Regions from separate parts of the Sus scrofa genome. Here region 1 is linked to region 2. A link is a contact called in public HiChIP or PLAC-seq data. All regions are on one chromosome and are shown on one strand. The core of a region is the stretch at or near the end of the contact, and the rest is flanking DNA. Distances in the headings are between cores, read along the strand shown. Region 1 holds the start of NDUFA1 (NADH dehydrogenase [ubiquinone] 1 alpha subcomplex subunit 1). Region 2 holds the start of RPL39 (60S ribosomal protein L39).

What was found. HiChIP or PLAC-seq counts read pairs in DNA pulled down with a chosen protein or histone mark.
Region 1: an H3K27ac HiChIP or PLAC-seq map of skeletal muscle shows a contact between it and region 2. The contact joins the promoter of NDUFA1 here to the promoter of RPL39 in region 2. A contact is called at or near these places in 1 of 5 promoter capture datasets (liver), 7 of 47 Hi-C or Micro-C datasets (embryonic fibroblasts, epiblast stem cells, heart right ventricle and 3 more) and 2 of 2 datasets of contacts at active chromatin or transcription factors (alveolar macrophages and skeletal muscle).

The regions. Positions count from the first base shown.
Region 1 is chrX:98,218,055-98,221,465 of Sscrofa11.1, forward strand. It overlaps NDUFA1 (NADH dehydrogenase [ubiquinone] 1 alpha subcomplex subunit 1), which reads left to right and starts at 1,663. Exons shown (of 3, transcript XM_003135339.5): 1 at 1,663-2,134. The coding sequence starts at 2,033. RNF113A (RING finger protein 113A) reads right to left here and starts at 1,877. Exons shown (of 2, transcript XM_003135338.4): 1 at 1,134-1,877; 2 at 635-1,131. The coding sequence starts at 1,719. The coding sequence ends at 686.
Region 2 is chrX:98,179,814-98,183,203 of Sscrofa11.1, forward strand. RPL39 (60S ribosomal protein L39) reads right to left here and starts at 1,626. Exons shown (of 3, transcript XM_005673863.3): 1 at 1,478-1,626; 2 at 23-126. The coding sequence starts at 1,480. It overlaps LOC110257656 (a long non-coding RNA gene), which reads left to right and starts at 1,617. Exons shown (of 2, transcript XR_002340568.1): 1 at 1,617-1,702; 2 at 2,115-3,390.

The sequences.
Region 1 (3,411 bases), core at 413-2,912, 38 kb after region 2:
TCTTCTGCAGGTCAGCAAGGTCAGTCTAGAACTGCATGTCCAAAACAGTGGCTATCAGTGTTACTCAACAGTCACATGAAGCTAGTGGCTATCATACTGGACAGCAGAGCAGAGCATAGACCATTTCCATCATCCATGGAAGGGGGGTTACCTATAGGTGCTTCAAAGACAGCAAGGAGCATTTCCCACACACATACACACATCCCATGAGGCTAGCTACCAGTCCCCCAACACAATCCTCCTACTCTCACTGCTCCTCCAACACCCCCCCAACACACACACCTCCGCTGGGGTGTATTTTGAAGTAGTATGGGCTCCCAAAAGAATTAATGCATGAACGTATTTTTGTAAACTATTAAGTGATGCAGAAATATGATATAAGCACTTGGCTCAGTTCTTACTTTCATCACAGCTTTGGTTACTTCAAGCAAATTCTCTTTTCTCAAATTTCTCCCATGCCCTAAATGTATGCCAAAGGGTTCTGAAAAGTATCTTACACACAGGCAGCATTTATACCAGGTAAAAACCCAGATTACACCTACCTTGATGCCTGTACAAGCCACCTATCCAGAACCCTACTTTGCCACCTGCCTTTTCCCTCTCACTCACTTTCCCTAAAAAGGAAGGACACGAATTAAGATTTTCAAAACAACATTTATTTCGCGATTCGAGAATAATGGGAAAACTAAGTAATGGGAATTGGACCCTCATCGGTGTCTTCTGGGAAATCGGAAGCACCACCCTCTTCTGCAGCTCGATGCTTCTCCAGTTTGGCGATCAATTCTTTCGCTGGATTGAAGACGCCATTGGTCTGCTGGTCACAGACATAGCAGCGCGGGGTGGTGCGGAAATGCTGCAGTGCACAGCTCTCGCAGAAATAATGCCTGCATTTGGTGACAACTGGGTTTCGGAAGGTCTGGCGACAGATGAAACACTTGAATGGTATTTCCTCCTCATCACTTCCCACTTCATAGTTTTCATCCTCATAGACACCATAGCGACCCTCATCAAGCTCACGTTCGATCTGCCACCCATGCTTGTAATCTGAACGGTCATGGAGGAATTTGCAGCTGTCTCCGAAGCCGCAAAAGCCAGTCTCCTTGTAGTCCTTGCAAATGTCAGGCTGGTAATCCAGCGCACGGTGGCACGCAGATGCTCGGGAGCTCGGATGGGGCCCTTCCTCACCATCCCGGAGGAAGCATTGCCCATAGACGTATCCTTGGGCTTCATGTATTTCTGATAATTATTGATTCCCCGATAGATCTTGTCATCTTCCTTGCCCCTCAGCTCCTCCTGGATCTTCTGGCTGCGCTCAAAGATGGCTTGTGCGTCACGCTCCTTCTCTGTGTCTAGCTCGTACACAGCAGTCGCCCCCATATCCTCTGGCCCAACGGGTTTCGCCGAGCGAGTGGACTTGTAGACCACGCCAAGGCTCTCGGGCTCGTTCTCCTCTTCCTCCTCTTCGCTACTCAGGTCGCCGTAAGCCGCCTTCTGTTTACCGCTACCACGGGTCTTCTGTATCATCGGATTGTGGGTCGCCCGCTTCTTTTCAGGGCGAACCACAGTGCTGCCTTCGTCACTGCTGCTGCTGCTGTCTCCGGACTCTTGGTCGCAGATCGGGCGCTTTCGGCGGCCTGCAGCCCCTTTCCGCCCAGGCTTTTTGAAAAGGAAAGTGCACACCTGGTCCGTTGTCTTTCCCGGAGAAAGTTGTTCTGCCATCTTAAGAGTCTTGAGCTCCGGAACGACTGAGGCCTGCTAGGTGGCGCGGGGCTTCTTCACGTCACTGCACGTCGTGCGCTCGGCCGCGAGTCGGGACAAAAATCGCCGGTTGAAAAAGGGCTGCGGGAGTTCAAGCGTTCGAGAGCCCCGGCGCGCACCACTCTTGAGCCCTGCCGCGCCCCGTCGCTTCCTCCGGAGGCGGACGCGGCCCCGCCCCACTCGCGCGCCGCGCCGAGCTTCCGGGGAAGGAATCAAAGTCGGGTCACCTTTGAGGGGCTGGGAAGAAGGATTTAGCCTTGGTAACCGCGTCGCGATGTGGTTCGAAATTCTCCCCGGGATCGCCGTCATGGCCGCGTGCTTGTTCATCCCGGGAATGGCCACTGCTCACATCCACAAGTTCACTAACGGGGGCAAGGTAAGGCGGCTTCTCCGGCCTGGCGGCGGCCCCCCACAAACTGCCATTAAGAACTGGGCGGTGGGGTCGGGAGGCCGTTAGGACCCGCAGCCCCTCTCCGAGGTGGGGAATACAGAGGACGCCCCCCCCCCCTTTTATAGCCTAAAAGCTGAGGCTTGCGGAATGAAGCCGGACGCGAACCATCTTCTACTTTAGCTAGAGATAGCTGGTTGCTGGGTGAAGAGTGGGCGGGAGGGCAAAGCAGAGATTGGGGACTGGAAAGGTAGGAGATTGAAGAATGTAGGTCAAACCCCTAGGCAGAGAGAGGCGTCAGTTAGTCTTGGCCCCGCTCCTTCTGACGTGTAGTCTCCTTTCTTGCTGGATTTTGATTTGAATTTCTCGCATCCATTTATCGGTAGCTTCTCGTTTTTCAGTTTTTTCTAGCCTTCACTAGGTTTTTTACCTTGACATTTGTTTATTTATCCCCCCACTTTCCCATGTAAGCCTTTAGGAATTTAGCGCCAAGATCCTCTTTTTCACATTAGATTGTAGTTTTTCTCTTTAACTAGTTCTTCACATCATTTCTGGAGTACAGAGTCTAAGTGTATTTGCTTTCAGGTTTTGTGATTTTTCAAGTGTGATCTGCTGCTGTTGTTTCTTCTCATGAAGGTCCCCAAAGGGAACAAGTAGTCATGTCTCAAAAAAAAAAAGAAGGAAAGAACAAATGATGCCGGTTAAAATAGAAATTTTAAGAACTCATGGTTACCATACTAATTACAGTTTAGTGGTCTGCATTTATTTAGGACTCTGGTCTAATGTTTTTTCTTTTTTTCTTTTTAGGGCCACACCCGCGGCACATGGAAGTTCCTGGGCTAGGGGTAGAATCCGAGCTGCATCTGTGACCTATGTCACAGCTTGTGGCAACGCCAGATCTTTAATTCACTGATTGGGGCCAGGGATTGAACCTTCATCCTCTGGGACACTTTGTCAGGCTGAGCCTGATCCTGATCCGCTGAGCCACAACGGGAACTCCTAGTCTTATGTTGTTCATTTGGTTGTTTTTGTTTGCTTTTTAAGACAGCACCTGTGACATATGGAGGTTCCCAGGCTAGGGGGTCGAATCGGAGCTGCAGCTGCCAGCCTACACCACAGCCACAGCAACACCAGATCCAAGCCAAGTCTATGACCTCCACTGCAGCTCATGGCAATGCCAGATCCTTAACCCACTGAGCAAGGTGAAGGATCGAACCTGCATCCTCATGGATCCTGGTAGGGTTCGTTACTGCTGATGCACAACG
Region 2 (3,390 bases), core at 376-2,875:
AAACAGGTTTGTGTGTCCTTACCTGATTTTATTACCAGTTTTCATCCGAATCCATTGGGGGATGGGACGATTCTGCTTTTGCTTCTTGGCCAAGAATCGCTTGATCCTGAAAGTCTTGTGAGAAGACTGGGAAGGAAATGCAATCAGTTTAACAGCAATACCAGAGCTTGCTCAAAAAAAGATTCAAAGCCAGGAACTCCCTAACGCCAACAAACATTTGAATGTTGAACCAAAAACAACTCTCTCCATGCTAAACCCATCAGGCCCTTTGCTTTGTTCCTTACTTCTCCAAAGGTAGATAGCATAATTCCCATTGCTTAAATAATAATCAGTAGTCAGGGAGGTCGGTAAGCTGCCCCAAAGCGGAATATATTAATGTGCAGAGCTAGTATTCAAATCCAGGTCATCTCTGCTCCAAGGCTAGGGCTAGAGCACGCGGTTTTCACAATCACTTGAAAGTCAGTCTCAGTGCACCCTGACATGTGGGAGATCTGCTCTAACCCACTGGCATTTGGGATATTAATTCTAACTATGTAAAACGCCACTATTCTAAGAATGACTTTCCCAATCTCCCACTGCATTTTTTGGCTTTCATGAAAAACCCGGGTCATCTAAGCCCAACCCCAACCACCTCTCTCCCAGTTTGCAGGACAATCCGGAAAAATGGCACTGAGTGCTGGTCTAAAGTCTGGCCCGAGTGGCCCAACACACTTTTGCATAATAATAGGGGTCGTTATAAAGAAAAGACTACACCCCTCCCCCCCAGCTCACTGCAGTAGCTGTAAAATTTGTTAATAAAAACATAAAGCACCAGATATCGATCCTCTCCATACCTAAAAGCTTATAAACAGTCTCATTTTTTCAGAAAACTATCAAGAGAAAAACCCAGTGACCATCTGCCACTAGCATTTTACGAAGAGCGCCCGAACAGCATATAGATTCAGACCACACCACCCCCGGCTCCAGGCGCTTCCACGGGGAGGACACTCAAGTCCCTGAACAAAAGGCTAAAAAAGTCGTCAATCTCATAACGTGGCAGGCTCCTGGCCCCCAAGTAAAGTCTTCGAGAACCAAAAGCCCACATGCCCTTTTCGAGGCTCGGAACGTCCCCCGCGTCGCAGCCAGCCCGAGGTCGAGCCGCGATTTCTACAATGCCCTCCTTGTCCCACAAAGACAGTTCGGTGTAGGAAAAACAGGAATCCTTGTCCGCCTGAGCAGCAGCCAAAAGCAGAGAGCGCCCCCTCGGACCACGCGGCGCCAGCGCAGCCGGCCCCTCCCCATCTCGCACGCTCGCTCGCTTCCCGCTAGGCCCGCGGACTGGAGCCCGCGGACTGAAGCGGTGGCCAAACTCGATCTCACATAGGAAAAGCTTTAAAAACGGTCCCGCACCTCGACGCAACCCGCAGCGCCAGCGAGCTCGCAGAGACCTCAGGTCTCCTGAAGCTACCCCGGAGCCGATGGCAACGGATGGACTTACCATGGCGAGGAACTAATTCAACCGCACACAGGACGGCGGAGAAGAGCAGAGAGAAGGAAGCAGACGGAAGGACGCGTTTAGAAGGCGCCGTAGGGGGCGGGGCTTAGGGAGGTGACGCCGTGCGCGACCACCGCCCCCTGGAGGCCCCTCCCTGAGCGTGCTCCCCTGGGGCCGTGGGAAACTGCGCTCGTTCGTGCGAAATGGAAGCCGTTTTGCTTCACTTCCGTAAGTAGGTTCCGCAGGAGCCTGTTAGTGTGCCAAGGGACTTTGTGTCATGGGTGAGGCAGACAGTCTATGGTAAACGCCGTGACAGAAACCCTTCCGAAGGGCCGAGGAGCGGAGTGGGCAGGGCTATTTCCAAGGGAAGCGGGGCAGACGTCACGCCCGCGCGCAAGGGACTTCGGTCCTGCGTTGGGAGGGAGCGCGCCGAAGGGCGGGGGGGTGGCCGTGGGTAGCGGCGGGGGTGGCGTGAAGGTACCGGGGTGTTGGAGGAAAAGGAGGAATTATCGGGGGGGGGGGGGGCTGGCCAGGTGGGCCGTATAACTATGGACAGCCATTGGGTTTTAGCCAATGCAAGAGGTTGCCAATCAAGGATTTTTTTTCCTCCCAGTTTAATTGAGATGTAATTCACATACAGCACTGTATTACCAATTAAGGCTTTAAATGAAGTAAGTTCTGGACGGAGCCGTTTCCTTGACTGCTAGGAAATCCAGACTGACTTTGTAACCTACCTTTGACCACAACGGGAACTCCTCTTCTCCGCATTTAAAAGCAGAGACCTCTGTGTATCTTTGTCACTTCAAGATTTTTTGCACCAACAGGTTAAGGTAAGGGTTTTTAACTTGGGGTCCACAAGGGTCAATGCTTAGAATTCATAGTGTATCGTTGTACAACTATAAACATAATAAAATTCAGAGTTAAAAAAAGAATTCACAGAGTACACGAACTTGGATTTAAAAAAGTCACAACTTCGTTTTCATCAAACTCTGAAATGTAGCGCTTTATTTACAAATGTAGGCAACAAACTACCTGGTCAACAAATCAGATGGTTTTATATCACACTGCAGTTGATACAGGTGTCTTAAAATATCATATATACATACACTAGTCACTAATTTGAAATTACAGTAGCTTTTAGATCTACAACACAGAACTGTGTTAATCCTCTATGTTGCTACAGCATACATTTCTTTTAGAAAAAAAATTGTCTTTTTTTTTTTTGGCCTTTTTTGGGCCAAACCCATGGCATATGGAACTTCCCAGGCTGGGGGTTGAATTAGAGTTGCAGTTGCCAGCCTGCAACACGAGATCTGAGCTGCGTCTACAACCTGCACGGCAGCTTACAGCAATGCTGAATCCTTAACCCACTGAGAGAGGCCAGGTATTGAACCCTTGTCCTCATAGATGCTGGTCGGGTTTGTTACCAGTGAGCCATAATGGGACTCCCTTAGAAAATATTTATTTTGAGCGGAGTTCCCAGGTAGCCTAGCAGTTAAGTATCTGGCATCATCATTACTGTGGCACAGATTCCTTCCCTGGCCTGGGAACTTCCATATGCCACCGACACAGTCCCCCCCCCCAAAAAAAGTTTAGAAAGTAATTTGATAGCTATATCACAGTGTGATTGGTTTTTTTTTGTAATCCTATGTACTTTGTTTTATGCAGTTAAATTAATGCATTCTGAAAATAAGTCCATAAACTTCCATCAGACTGCCAAAGGCACAAAAATGGTTATGCATCCCTGGATTAGGCTATAGTGACAGATGGTAGAACAAACTAGGTAGGAGGCTTTGGAAATAATCTGGACAAGAAGTGATGGTGGCACAAAGTAAAGTAGTCCCCAGGATGTTGAATAAGAAACAAAATCGAGATGATCATGACAAAATTAACAGGACTTGGTCCCAGGTTTCTAT